Regions from separate parts of the Delphinus delphis genome. Here region 1 is linked to region 2. The links are chromatin contacts, called in public Hi-C maps. All regions are on one chromosome and are shown on one strand. The core of a region is the stretch at or near the end of the contact, and the rest is flanking DNA. Distances in the headings are between cores, read along the strand shown. Region 1 holds the start of MMADHC (metabolism of cobalamin associated D). Region 2 holds the start of RND3 (Rho family GTPase 3).

Evidence for each region. Hi-C and Micro-C count contacts between places; a contact is called where the count stands out from the background.
Region 1: a contact with region 2 is called in a Hi-C map of lung, with 3 times the contacts expected there. The contact joins the promoter of MMADHC here to the promoter of RND3 in region 2. A contact is called at or near these places in 2 of 3 Hi-C or Micro-C datasets (lung and muscle).

What each region holds. Positions count from the first base shown.
Region 1 is chr7:80,414,301-80,420,806 of mDelDel1.2, reverse strand. MMADHC (metabolism of cobalamin associated D) reads right to left here and starts at 4,914. Exons shown (of 8, transcript XM_060016826.1): 1 at 4,807-4,914; 2 at 4,239-4,298; 3 at 735-879. The coding sequence starts at 4,247.
Region 2 is chr7:79,676,108-79,681,961 of mDelDel1.2, reverse strand. It overlaps RND3 (Rho family GTPase 3), which reads right to left and starts at 1,862. Exons shown (of 5, transcript XM_060016825.1): 1 at 1,494-1,862; 2 at 921-1,008. The coding sequence starts at 1,643.

The DNA.
Region 1 (6,506 bases), core at 3,665-6,164, 740 kb before region 2:
CTTTTACATTGTGAAGGTTGGCTCTAGCCTTGAACCGATGAAACCAGCCATGGTTGGCATTAAAAGATGTGCCCTCTGATTCTTTGCCGTGTTTCAAGTCTCCATAAAGGCTTTTAGCTTTCTCTTGAATCAGCATTAAGCTGAGTGGGACTTGACGCTGATGCTGACCCTGCACCCACATACTAAGAAGTTTCTCCAACTCCTTCATCACTTTTCCACGCTTCTTCGATATTATTGTCAACATCATCGGCACAGCAGACTTCATGTGTTCCATGACCTTGTCCTTGTTCTTTAGAATCATGCTGATGGTTGAACGATGCATGTTATAAGAATGAGCAACGTCTACCTTCTTTTCGCCTCATTCCACTCTCTCAATTATTTTCACTTTTGTTTCCATTGTTATTGCTTGGCGCTTCTTAGCAATACCAGCTATACGCTGCTTTTACGCTTGCTTCCGGACATCCTGGGCTTGAAATAAAGATACTGTACTACTGTACTCTATACAGTACCATAAAGTACACAAAAGCGCAACCACTTGTAGAGAATGCACACACGTGACAATGTACACCAGACATGTGAACTAACTTGCGTGACTGGTCACGCGAACTCGTGTTCACATCTCTGAAAGTTCACAACTTGAAGGTTTGTATGTAGGGGACTTACTGTATTACAGGAAACACAACTCAGAAGGTTATGAAACAATTATAAGTAAAGCAATAATAACTTTTACATACAGATATCTGGAGGTGCAGTGGCCACATGAGACTCATCAGAACCTGAAGATCCTGCAGTTGAAAAGGCTCTGGGATTGACAACCCTTTTAACTAAAGAGCAAAATCCTGGGAGATAGGAAACCAGTCTGGCTCTGTTACAGAGCACCTAAGAAGGACACAAAAATCAAAATTATTCTGGATATAAATGCTATACTAACACAGACAATCTCTGGCAAATCCTCACATTGCAATATATCTTTTAAAACCAATGTTTATTCTACTATTATTGAGCAGCTACCATAGGATAAGCATCATGTACATTTATAATTTTAGAAGTAAATACAAATATTTAAAAAACAAGTAATAAGTTACTTTGGGTAAAAATATATGGCTTTCCCAAGGCCAGAATTAAGAGTGCCATACAGAAAGAATGGGAACCTCTAAAAGTTGCCCTATTTAGTGATGACACTAAAAAGGTAACACAACTGATAAGATTCTATTCTCAAAATAAAGAACTTTCAAAACCTCTCCTAGAAACAAAACCTATTTACTTTCTAACTCTTCTCTTCTTTTACTGCTGTAAATTGTACTAATTATCTACCATACCATCTTTCCTCTTTCTTTAATGGCAATGTCCACTTTCCTCCGTTTTAGCACACAACTTTGTGATACATTTTCTGCTCTTATGTTCATTCCCTAGACTCTGAGGTCAGTTACAATGGACGAATGTGTAAACATCTTTCACGTATAAACTTTCATCAAAATACTTAAGTCAGAATAATCTAATGCAGGGGTTGGCAAACTATAGCTGAATATAGCCTTCTGTCTGTTTTGGTGAATAAAGTTTTATTGCCATACCCATTTATGTATGGTCTGTGGCTGCTTTCATGTCATAATGGCAGAGTTAAGTAGCTTCACAGAGACTCTACGGCCTACAAAGCCTAAAATATTTGCTATCTGGCTCTTTATATTAAAAAAAGAAATCGCTGACTCTTAGATTAGTGGAAAACATGTAAGAACAAATACTATATCATCTGTGAAATGCTATCAAAAGATCTGAATAATTAAGAGACCCTTGAGGACATAGGCAAAAAGTTTCATGGAGGATATACTTAGTTGTGAAGAAATAGAAATTTGCTGGGGAAAGGGCATTTCAATGAGTGACTATCAGGAACAAAGGGATGGAGTCATAAAGGATGTACTCAGAAGAGTGACAAGTTCACTGAAGGTGGATATAAGGTAGTGCAGTAAAAAACAAGCTTGAAAGTTAACTTGTGGGCAACTTTAAAAGGCTTTATACGTGACACAGACAGGAAAGGGCCTGTTATATCAAGATAATAAATCAGAATTTTAACCTGTAGGCAGGGAGGAAAAGAGTAAACTGATAAAAATAAAGGATGTTTTAAGGAATGTACCACTAAGGGCAGTGTAGAGAATGGAGTGGGATTAGAAAGCTGGTATGAAAAATAGTTACCAGGATGTTGAAATAGTCTAGATACTGTAGAATCACTCTTTTTCCCTTTCACATAGTATTCTGAAATCCAGCCCTGTGTTCCTTCTGATTTTCTCATCCTAAGTACAAGAATACATCCTAACTGGTCGTTCTACTTCTCTGACATAATTTCTTACTCATTTTATCCCTCCTTCTCTTACTCCACTCTTTAGTCGCATAAAAATATCTACCCAAGTCTTCCCATATTTCTCTGCCTTCTTTATTCTGCCACAAGATTTCTTCTGCTAAAACGTCCTTTTCCCTCTCCTCCTAGGCCTGGCAAATTCCAACTCTTTCTACAAGATCTGGATAGACAGAACCTCCTTTATATGTCTTCAAAATGCAAGACCTGTCTCCAGAGCATTCTGCCCACCTGAAAATTTAAGCATCTTCCCTTGGGTGTGCACCCAACCTGCTCAGAGACAAAAATGGTAATTCTCAGTGGTACAAGAAATTTGAATTGTATATCAACATTGAGCAATTGTGATATTTCACACAAAAGATCCAGACTTTCAGCTGTTCTTACAAACTCCAAAGATCTGGCAGTGCTGGATTCACATTCCCAAATGACATTAGTTGGCAACACATCACTGTAGCTAAGGAAAGGCTGCTCCCTTTATATCAGAAATGAGTATTTCAGTTTGTACAAGTCCCCACCAAGGCTTCTTAATTGACCTGTTCAGCCTCTGAAGCATAGACATACCTGACCCATGCTATGTATGCAAACTAAATTGTTGAAGACATACATATCTATCTTCATGTTTCATTAGTAACATCCATTCAGCACTTAAAATGCACATAAACGAACACAAATTTTTAAACATATATTTGAATATTGTTTTATGTAAACTTCTAACAATAAAAGTATCCTTCAAAATACCTACTGGATTAATTTATTCATTCAAATCAAAATAAAGCCAGGTCAAATATTAGCATACTACTCTAACTGGTATCTTTCCTTTGAGAGTAGCACATGCTCCTTTTACAACATTCCCTTCCTATGATTATGGCTAGGTATAAATTCACCTTAACACACGGGATACACTAGTGGTCTACTTTTACGACTTGGCCTTATAGTCTTACCATTAGGCTATTACTTAATATATCATATTTGACTACAGGAATACTCTCCTGGCTAACTGTTGCCATATTAGTCTTCCTAACACACAGCTCTAATTAAATCACCAAAATTTAAAGAATAAAGTCCAAATTACTGGGTTTGGCATTCAAGACTCTCTATTACATGATTCCAAATCCACAATCCAACCTTCTCACTTATCTCTTTCACACATTTTACATTCAGGAAGACAGAACTGACTTCCTGATTTTTGAAAGGGGGGGTGTCTTTGAATATACCTCCTGCTCTGCCCAACCAAACCTCAGATTATCTAATCCCACCCATCTTTCAAACCTCAAATGCTTCTCTGATTAAGTGAACACAAACCCCTACTTTTCCCTCTCCACAAAGCTCTGAATCTGCACTGTACCTTTGTGTAGGTTTTAAAATTAGTTTCTACTCTTATTGTAATTGTTTTAAAATATGTCTTGTGTTCCCTATGGCAGGATGCGTTTGAGTAATCGCTGTACTGTTACAGTGAATAAATCTCTATGGCCTGTGAGAATAATATCTCTTGCGCCCATTTTGTAGTATTTGGAAGGTGACTTCCTATACTGAAACTGCTACAAAACCTTCAGTTTACCTAACCAAAGAAACAGAAAACGGCTTAAAAATAATTCTAAATATTTACTGAAATAATGTCTTTTAAAACTACTGAAAGGGTGCTGGCACTGAATTTATTTCTAAAAACGAATTTATAGAAATAAATAGACGTGTATTGAGAAATATGTTGCGTTCAAACTACCCGCAAAGCATATCAACCTAATTCACATCCCTTGCTTCCCTTGCCATTTCCGGTACACTAATCACGAGAAACATTATGCCATCAATGCTATTATCATTAAACCCGTCCTTCCTAACGAGTTCCCAAACTATTTTATTACTATACTGCTTCTTAAGAGGCTAATTTACTCACATTGGCCATTTCTGGCGGGAAGGGCAGGCGAAAAATATCTTCCCTTTTGTAAAGTTATTCCTGGGAAAGGACAAAACAAACAGGCCGGTGACGGATTAAGCTCTAACAACAGATCACTGGGGTAACGTCCACCACCGCCTATTGTGTGTCCCTCCACCGAGACAGGACCAAAGTCCAAGCTCTCCCCGAACCCCAAAATTCGCCCCCCGCCCCCACAGGGCACAGCTCGCTGCCCATAGGAGGGCGTGAGGCGCTCAGCCCGCCCGGTTCGAGTCCGCGAATGGGACTCGACTCCGACTAGATTGGGGTGGCCAATGAGGAGCTCCACCGGGATGGAGTCCTGAGGCTCGAAGTAGATATTTTAACACCGGTCAGGGCTGCCCGACGACAGAAGCAAAGGTGCCAGCAGAGATGAAGGATGAGTAAGCGAAAAGGATCCTAAAGACAGAGTGCCAGGACGACTGGCGACAGCGATAGGGACCCTGTGGGAATAGAGGAAACACCGGGAGCTGCAGCCCGAAGATGGGCGAATTTGGATGGGGCTAACGCGGGCGGAAACCATACGTACCAGTCTACGCCGCCGCCTCCAAGTGTTGGAGACCCGGACTCTTCCCGTCTTCAAAATGGCGGCGCGACAGCAGAGCGGGTAGCGCCGAAGCTGGCAGTGCCCAGACTGAAGGAGTTGCTCCTGAGCACATCGATGAGAAGGATCGCCGAGCCGATGATGCGCACGCGCACAGGAGGCCCACGTAGAGCCGCCCTTCCATTGGATAGTCCCCCGCCGCGACGTGGGCGGAGATAAAGTGACGCGCGGATGACCTGGGAGCCTGGAGGCTTGAGCTCTGGAGCTGGGTTTAGGCAGCCGTTTAATTTCGTGCATTAACTCACTGAACTGAGGTATTTGAAAACCTCCTCTCTCCCTAAGACTTTCTTATTGCCTCCAAGAGGTAAAGTTTTCTGTTCATTGTGTGTGGTTTTTTTTATTTTTCAAGAAATCACTGTTTTTGAGAATAGGGCACTTAACGTTTTCCTTTATGTACCAGGCCTTTAAAATAGGCGCAATAAATACATATCCCCTTATTTATAAAGAGTATATAGGGCTTCCCTGGTGGCGCAGTGGTTGCGAGCCTGCCTGCCGATGCAGGGAACACGGGTTCGTGACCCGGTCCGGGAGGATCCCACATGCCGCGGAGCGGCTGGGCCCGTGAGCCATGGCCGCTGAGCCTGCGCGTCCGGAGCACAGGCTCCGCAACGGGAGAGGTCGCAACAGTGAGAGGCCCGCGTAATGCAAAAAAAAAAAAAAAGTAAAGAGTATATAATTTTCATTTGTCAGTTACGTTTAAAGACAATTAACTGAAGTTCATACTGATATATTTAGTTGGGTCATGTTGGGCAATTAGTGTCTCTATTTTAGTTTCCTCCCTTCTAAAATGGGAATAAATGGATAAAGAAGATGTGGCACATGTATACACAGGAATATTACTCAGCCATAAGAAGAAACGAAATAGAGTTGTTTGTAGTGAGGTGGATGGACCTGGAGTCTGTCATACAGAGTGAAGTAAGTCAGAAAGAGAAAAACAAATACCGTATGCTAACACATATATATGGAATCTAAAAAAAAAATGGTTCTGATGAACCTAGGAGCAGGACAGGAATAAAGACACAGACATAGAGAATGGACTTGAGGACACGGGGAGGGGGAAGGGGAAGCAGGGACGAAGTGAGAGAGTAGCATTGACATATATACACTACCAAATGTAAAATAGATAGCTAGTGGGAAGCAGCCGTATAGCACAGGGAGATCAGCTAGGTGCTTTGTGACCACCTAGAGGGGTGGGATAGGGACAGTGGGAGGGAGACGCAAGAGGGAGGGGATATGGGGATATATGTATACATATAGCTGATTCACTTTGTTATACAGCAGACACTAATACAGCATTGTAAAGCAATTATACTCCAATAAAGATGTTAAAAAATAATAAAACGGGAATAATAATAGTGGCCAACTCATAGTTTGTGAAGATTAAATCAGTTGATATGTAGCTAACACATATAGCACCACACGTGCGCACGCACAGCTCATGGCTTGGGAGTCACAGAGGCTTCTGAGTGTTGAAGTTGCTTACAATTTGTTATTTCTTCATGACTCATAATTTCTCCTTCAAAGCGGCTTGTCTAGGTTATATAACAAGATTACTGTTTGAATGATGATCCTAAGCTTTTTGAGCCTGGGAGCCATATGTTACACATCTTTGCCAGGATAGAAAA
Region 2 (5,854 bases), core at 613-3,112:
CTGTAATCGGCCCTCCCTACCATCGCGCGCCAGGTTGGTGGGTGGGCGCGTGGGAAGGCGATAACCCGGCCTTGAACCCCAGACCCTTGAAAATAATTCACCATGCCAATAATTCAACTGGACGGGAAGGTCAAAGGCGAATAGGATGGCCCGCCTTGTAGACTGGAGGAGGGTGATGCAATGGGTCAGGAGGGAATGGCGTGGGCCGGGGGGCACCAAGTGTTCACGGGGGCGGGGGAGGCTCGGATCTGCCGCTCGGCACCGAGGCGGCGCGGGCAGCCGGCCTGCAGCTCGGAGAGGAGGCCCAGCGACCGCCCGCCGGGTGCTGCCCGCGCAGCCAGCGCATTCCAGGCAGTAGGCGTCACGAGCGCCGCGGCTGTTTGCGCTCACTTCACTCTCTCCCCAAGCGCGGAATCCGCCTGTAACTGCGTTGCTTTGGGGATTTTCTCCCACCTCCCACCACCCTCTCCGCGCTCCCCGCCTACCCACCAAGCAGCAGGTTAGATCCTGGAGGGGCGCGCTCGCATCCGAGAGCCAGTTGATTCCAAGGCGGCACACGCATGCCCCAACATTTGGCCTTTCCGGCCGCCCCGAGACGACTCGGGCACAGCTCCGCGGCCACCCGGCTACAAGCATTTTCTACCACTGGGTCACCCCTCGGGCAAAGAGCGCCCTTCTCTTCCCACAGTTTTCCCCCGGACCCAATGTCGTTCCCCCACCCCCACTCAGAAGGGACACAATTTTCACACAGCAGGGAATCCCTCGTAAGAAGCAAAGTTAAAGGAGCGGCGCAGAGCGAGCGCTGGTGGCGCGCTGGCCCGTGCTGAGAGCGTGCCAGGCGCGGAGTCCCGCTACCCGCCGCGCACCCCTGAGCGGCTGGAAACCCGCCCGAGCGCCACGCGGTCCGATGACTCTCTTACCCGAAGTGTCCCACAGGCTCAACTCTATTCTTTGTGTGTCGATTTCAAAACTGGCCGTGTAATTCTCAAACACCGTAGGGACGTAATTCTGGACAAGATGGACAGGGGAAAAAAAGAGTGCAAAGAGGTTATCTTAAAATGCACGACACCCGCAGAACACCCTCGGATAATCGCCTCCCCACTCTCCAACTGAAAAACGAAACCCCAAAACCCGCACCCACCAGGTCTCACACTGAACACGCGGACCCTTCCGAAACCCCTAACTTCCCTCTCGCCCCACCCGTATCCTCCAAGACCCAAGGATCCAAATCTCCCAACCCCAGATTCTGCACACAGGACCGAACAAGTTTCAGAAGCTAGCAGCAGAACGTGCACGCGCATCCCAACCCCTCAACGCTTCCAGCCCACTTTCCCTTTCCGGGCAGTCTAACCAGGAGGAAAGTAGTAAACGGTGAGAAAGACGGCCGAAAAAAAGAAAAACGGGTGAAGGGGGGAAAGTCAGGGGACACCCACCTCGACGCGGGGGTCCCCCGGGCCGCCCCCCTCCTCGCAGCCCCGGCGGGCCACACTCACCTCGGGGAAGCAGTCTTTGGCGAAGACGTGCAGCAGCGCGGTTTTCCCACACTGACTGTCTCCTACCACTACTATCTTGCATTTCACGTTCTGATTAGGATCCATGATAGATTTACTGGATAATTTCTGGCTGGCTCTTCTCTCCTTCATTGATCTTGCCTTATTTTCTCTCGAAACAGAAATTTTCACTTAGGAGGAAAAAATATATATATATTTCTCTTTCTATAAAAAGCAGATATATAAAAATAAATCGCAAGGCTGGCGGGAACCGCTGAAGCGCCGCGCAGACGAGGAGAGCTAGAGGAGCAGGCTCATTCCTCTCCTCCGACAAGTTTTATGCCTGATTCCACACGGCGCTTCCCAAGTCCAATTCCGATCCGACTGCTTTGTTTCACGCTCTCTGCGCGGCTTTATACCCCCGGCCTTCCAATCCTCTTTCTCAATGAGAGAAGGAAACTGATCCGCCTCCTCCCCTTTTATGGAGCCTGGGAGCGAGCGCCGTCTGGCTCCTCGCAGAACACGTAGACAATGCGCCCTCTAGGGTGACCATGCGGGATCGATTTCCAGACCAAGGCTCTGCGACGACTTGAAGACCCCAATGACGCTTTGCTGAAAGATGGGACTGTACAAGTCAAGGAGGAGGTGGGAAACTGAATTGTCTGTGCATATTGATTTTTATCAGAATTTCTTGAAAAAACGTTTTCATAGGGGCTGATCTACGGAAGCCTCATAATGAACATTTATGAAAGCAAAAACATTTCCTGCCCAACACAGAAGGGTGGGGAAGGGTTAAGTGGCTGCATTTTGTTACAAAGTGTTTTGTATCAGGTATATAGGCCATGGAACAATAGCTAAGCCGGGGTACTTCCGATGCCGGAACTGGCTTGCCTGGGTCACAGCAAGAGTGGCTTCTGAAACCAGCGAGTTCCAGTGACTCAGGAGGAGAGAGAAAGGTTTTGAGGAGAGGGAAGGGGAGGTGGGAGGGGAGAAGAAAGAAAAGTGGAAGATGCTCATAACTGAGTGACCAAAGCCATTGGAGACTCAATCCTACTGCACTAGGGACCTAAACACACAAGGTCAGCCATTGCCCCTGTCAGTGAGAAGAGGGGGTAGGAGGGATTCTGATCCTGCCCTTTAATTCCTTTATCTGTAGCTTCCCTTTCTCTGAAATCAAAGCACCCTAGGCTGAACCCAGAAAATAGAAATTTGCTTAGCTGAAAAATGCAGGTCCAACCCTTCACTCCCTCTCCACCTCGCCTCCGCATCTACCCCCTACCCACCCACCTGAAAGTCTCAGAGAGGACTAAAAATGGCCACACGTTTGTTCTCTCTACCCTATAAAAAAGTCCTTCTTTTCTCATCTTCATTTCCTGTGCTTCAAGTGATCAGGAGGCTTCACCTATTTTTAAAATTTTTATTGAGGTATAGTTGATTTACAGTATCATATGCTTCAGGTGTACAATATAGTAAATCAATTTTTAAAGATTATACTCCATTTATAGTTACTATAAAATATTGGCTATATTCCCTGTGCTGTGCAATGTATCCTTGTAGCTTATTCATTTTATACATATAGGTTGTACCTCTTAATCCCCTACCCCTGTATTGCCCCTCACCACTACCCTCTCCCCACTGGTGACCATTAGTTCGTTCTCTATATCTGTGGGTCTGCTTCTTATGGTATATTCACTAGTTTGTTTTATTTTTTAGATTTCACATATAAGTGATATCACAGAGCATTTGTCTTTCTCTCTGACTTATTTCACTCAGCATAATGCCCTCCAAGTCCATCCATGTTGTTGCAAATGACAAAATTTGCAGAGGTTTCACCTATTAAATTGTATTAAGGACATTGGCCAAAAAAAAAAAAAAAAAAACAACCGTATAGGTTCCCCCATGGACACTTCTAGGTTTGTAAATGAGAAGAAGATGAAGTGAAAAACCAGAAAGTTCAATATGGGGAGTGAAAAGGCACAATGATAGGTGGTTAAAAGCATACATGTAAGTATCAGCCCTAGGACCATGAAGACTCAGGGATCTAAGGATGGTCTCCTCTTCCTTTCAGAGTAGAGAAAACTGGAGCCGCTCAAAGGAAGACTGACTCAGTGTGTAGGGCTGTGTTCATACACACACAGGGCTGACTCATAGAAAAGGGGATCGCTGGCCCTGCTCAGATTACTAAAGCAGCACTGGCCAAAGTTTGCTCTGCAGAAAGTGTGCTCACAAAAAGCATCCTGCATCCCAATTAGTGATTGAGACACTGTGCCCGTATCACCCCTTGAAGATGTGCCAAGCATTTTGACATATTACAAACGGTAAAAAGCTCTATAGAAAGGTAGCATACCTAACGTAGTTTAACTCAGCATTCCTCAAAACTACTTAAGCACAGGAAACTTTGATCTAATTATTTACTTGTTTGAGAAGCAATGGACATAGTGGCTGGGGGCAGGAAATCACAAAGAAGTGTATCCGTGTGACCTCGGATAAGTTACTTAACCTCTCTAAGCCTCAATTTCATCATCTGTAAAATGAGAGTCGTAATAGTAATGATGAGGAAATGCAAGTGAAGTTTGCAGGATAGCTTCTGGCACATTAAAGAATCCTCCACCTACTTTATATTTCACACGTAACTCTCATTTTCACTTCTCAGAACTGTTGAACATATCTTGGGAAATTCTGGCCTCATGAGTGCACTCACTAATTGGAGCTAGGAGAATAGATCCACCCTTTTTTTCCTCAGATTTTTAACTTAGGAAGTTGCTCCTTTCTGGAAATATGATTTGACCTACCACATTCCTGAATTGATATAGTTTATGTGGTTAAGCTGCTCTAACTAGCAATAGTTATGAATTATTAGTATTTGGCTGACAATGAATAAGATGAGCATGTAATTTATCATATAAGCTGGGACACTTTTGAGAGCAGAAGGGGGTACCACTAATGGTCAGAACAACAGTTGTAAACAGGGTCTGGCCCAGGCAAAATGAGAGACCTAATCACTTTAATGAATAATCTGGAACCATAGACTATTTTTGGAAATCAGGTGACCTGAATCTCCAGGAATCTGCCAGTTGCTGAGTGAAATTTTTTTAATTTTTAATTAATTATATTTATTTAAATAAATTTATTTTATTTTTGGCTGCGTTGGTTCTTCGTTGCTGTGCACAGGCTTTCTCTAACTGCGGCGAGCGGGGGCTACTCTTCGTTGCGGTGCGCGGGCTTCTCATTGCGGTGGCTTCTCTCGTTGTGGATCACCGGCTCTAGAGCGCAGGCTCAGTAGTTGTGGCGCACGGGCTTAGTTGCTCCTCAGCATATGGGATCTTCCCGGACCAGGGATCGAACCCGTGTCCCCTGCATGGGCAGGCAGAGTCTTAACTACTGCACCACCATGGAAGTCCCTGCTGAGTGAAATTTAATGGCTGTGTAATAGGGTAGAAAAACAACTGCCTGAAGTCACCAGGCTTTGAATCCCTTTAGGCTAAGAATTATTTCCTTGTCTTCTTTGAGTCTCTACTACTGTGTAGTAGATACTCAATATATTTAAGAAATTCATTTAGCATTTAGTTCAACAAATATTTATTAGGCACCTGCTATATTCCAGGCACTGTTCTAGAAACTGTAGATATAACAGTAAACAAGCCAGCCTGCTTGCTGCTCTCACAGAGTACATATGCCAGACAAGAGATAGACAATAAAGAAGTAAGCAAGTACACAAATAAGAATGAATGTGCCAAGTTCTATGAAGACAAAACACGATGGCATGATGAAGCGTAGGAAGGTGGGGATTAGACCCAGTGGCCTGGCAATGCCTCTCTAAGGAGGATGAGTCTTTAATGGTGAGAACAAATCAACCTTGAGAAGGTCCACTGGAAGGTAAGGGAACTGACAGTGAAAAGGTTATATGCAGAAAAGAACTCAGCAGGTGGAAGAAACAGAAGGAAGGCTGGAGTCAGTAGGTCCACTGAAGGAGGGAGAAAATAGATAGGAGAGCAGGAGAAAAAGGACAGGAGCTAATAAATGGGCCTTGGAGATAGGTTCATAGAATTTGGATTTCATTCTAAGGGCAATATGTAGTCAGACACAGGAAGGCTTGAAGCAGGGTAATGACTTGATTATTTGAATGAATGGCTCCAATTCTAAGTTTGCAGCTGTCACTCCACTAACTATGACTTTGATGACACTGCTTATCTTCAATGAGATTTTCAGATCTAAATGATATCTAAAGTCCTAGAAAAGACTAAAATTTTAGATTGCAATGAAAGGTTTTCCCTAAGGAAAACATTCATTTGGAAGGAGTGCAGCCCCATTTAGGGAATCATACATTACCTAATGTCCTGTCTTTTGTTATTCTTCTTGTTTCC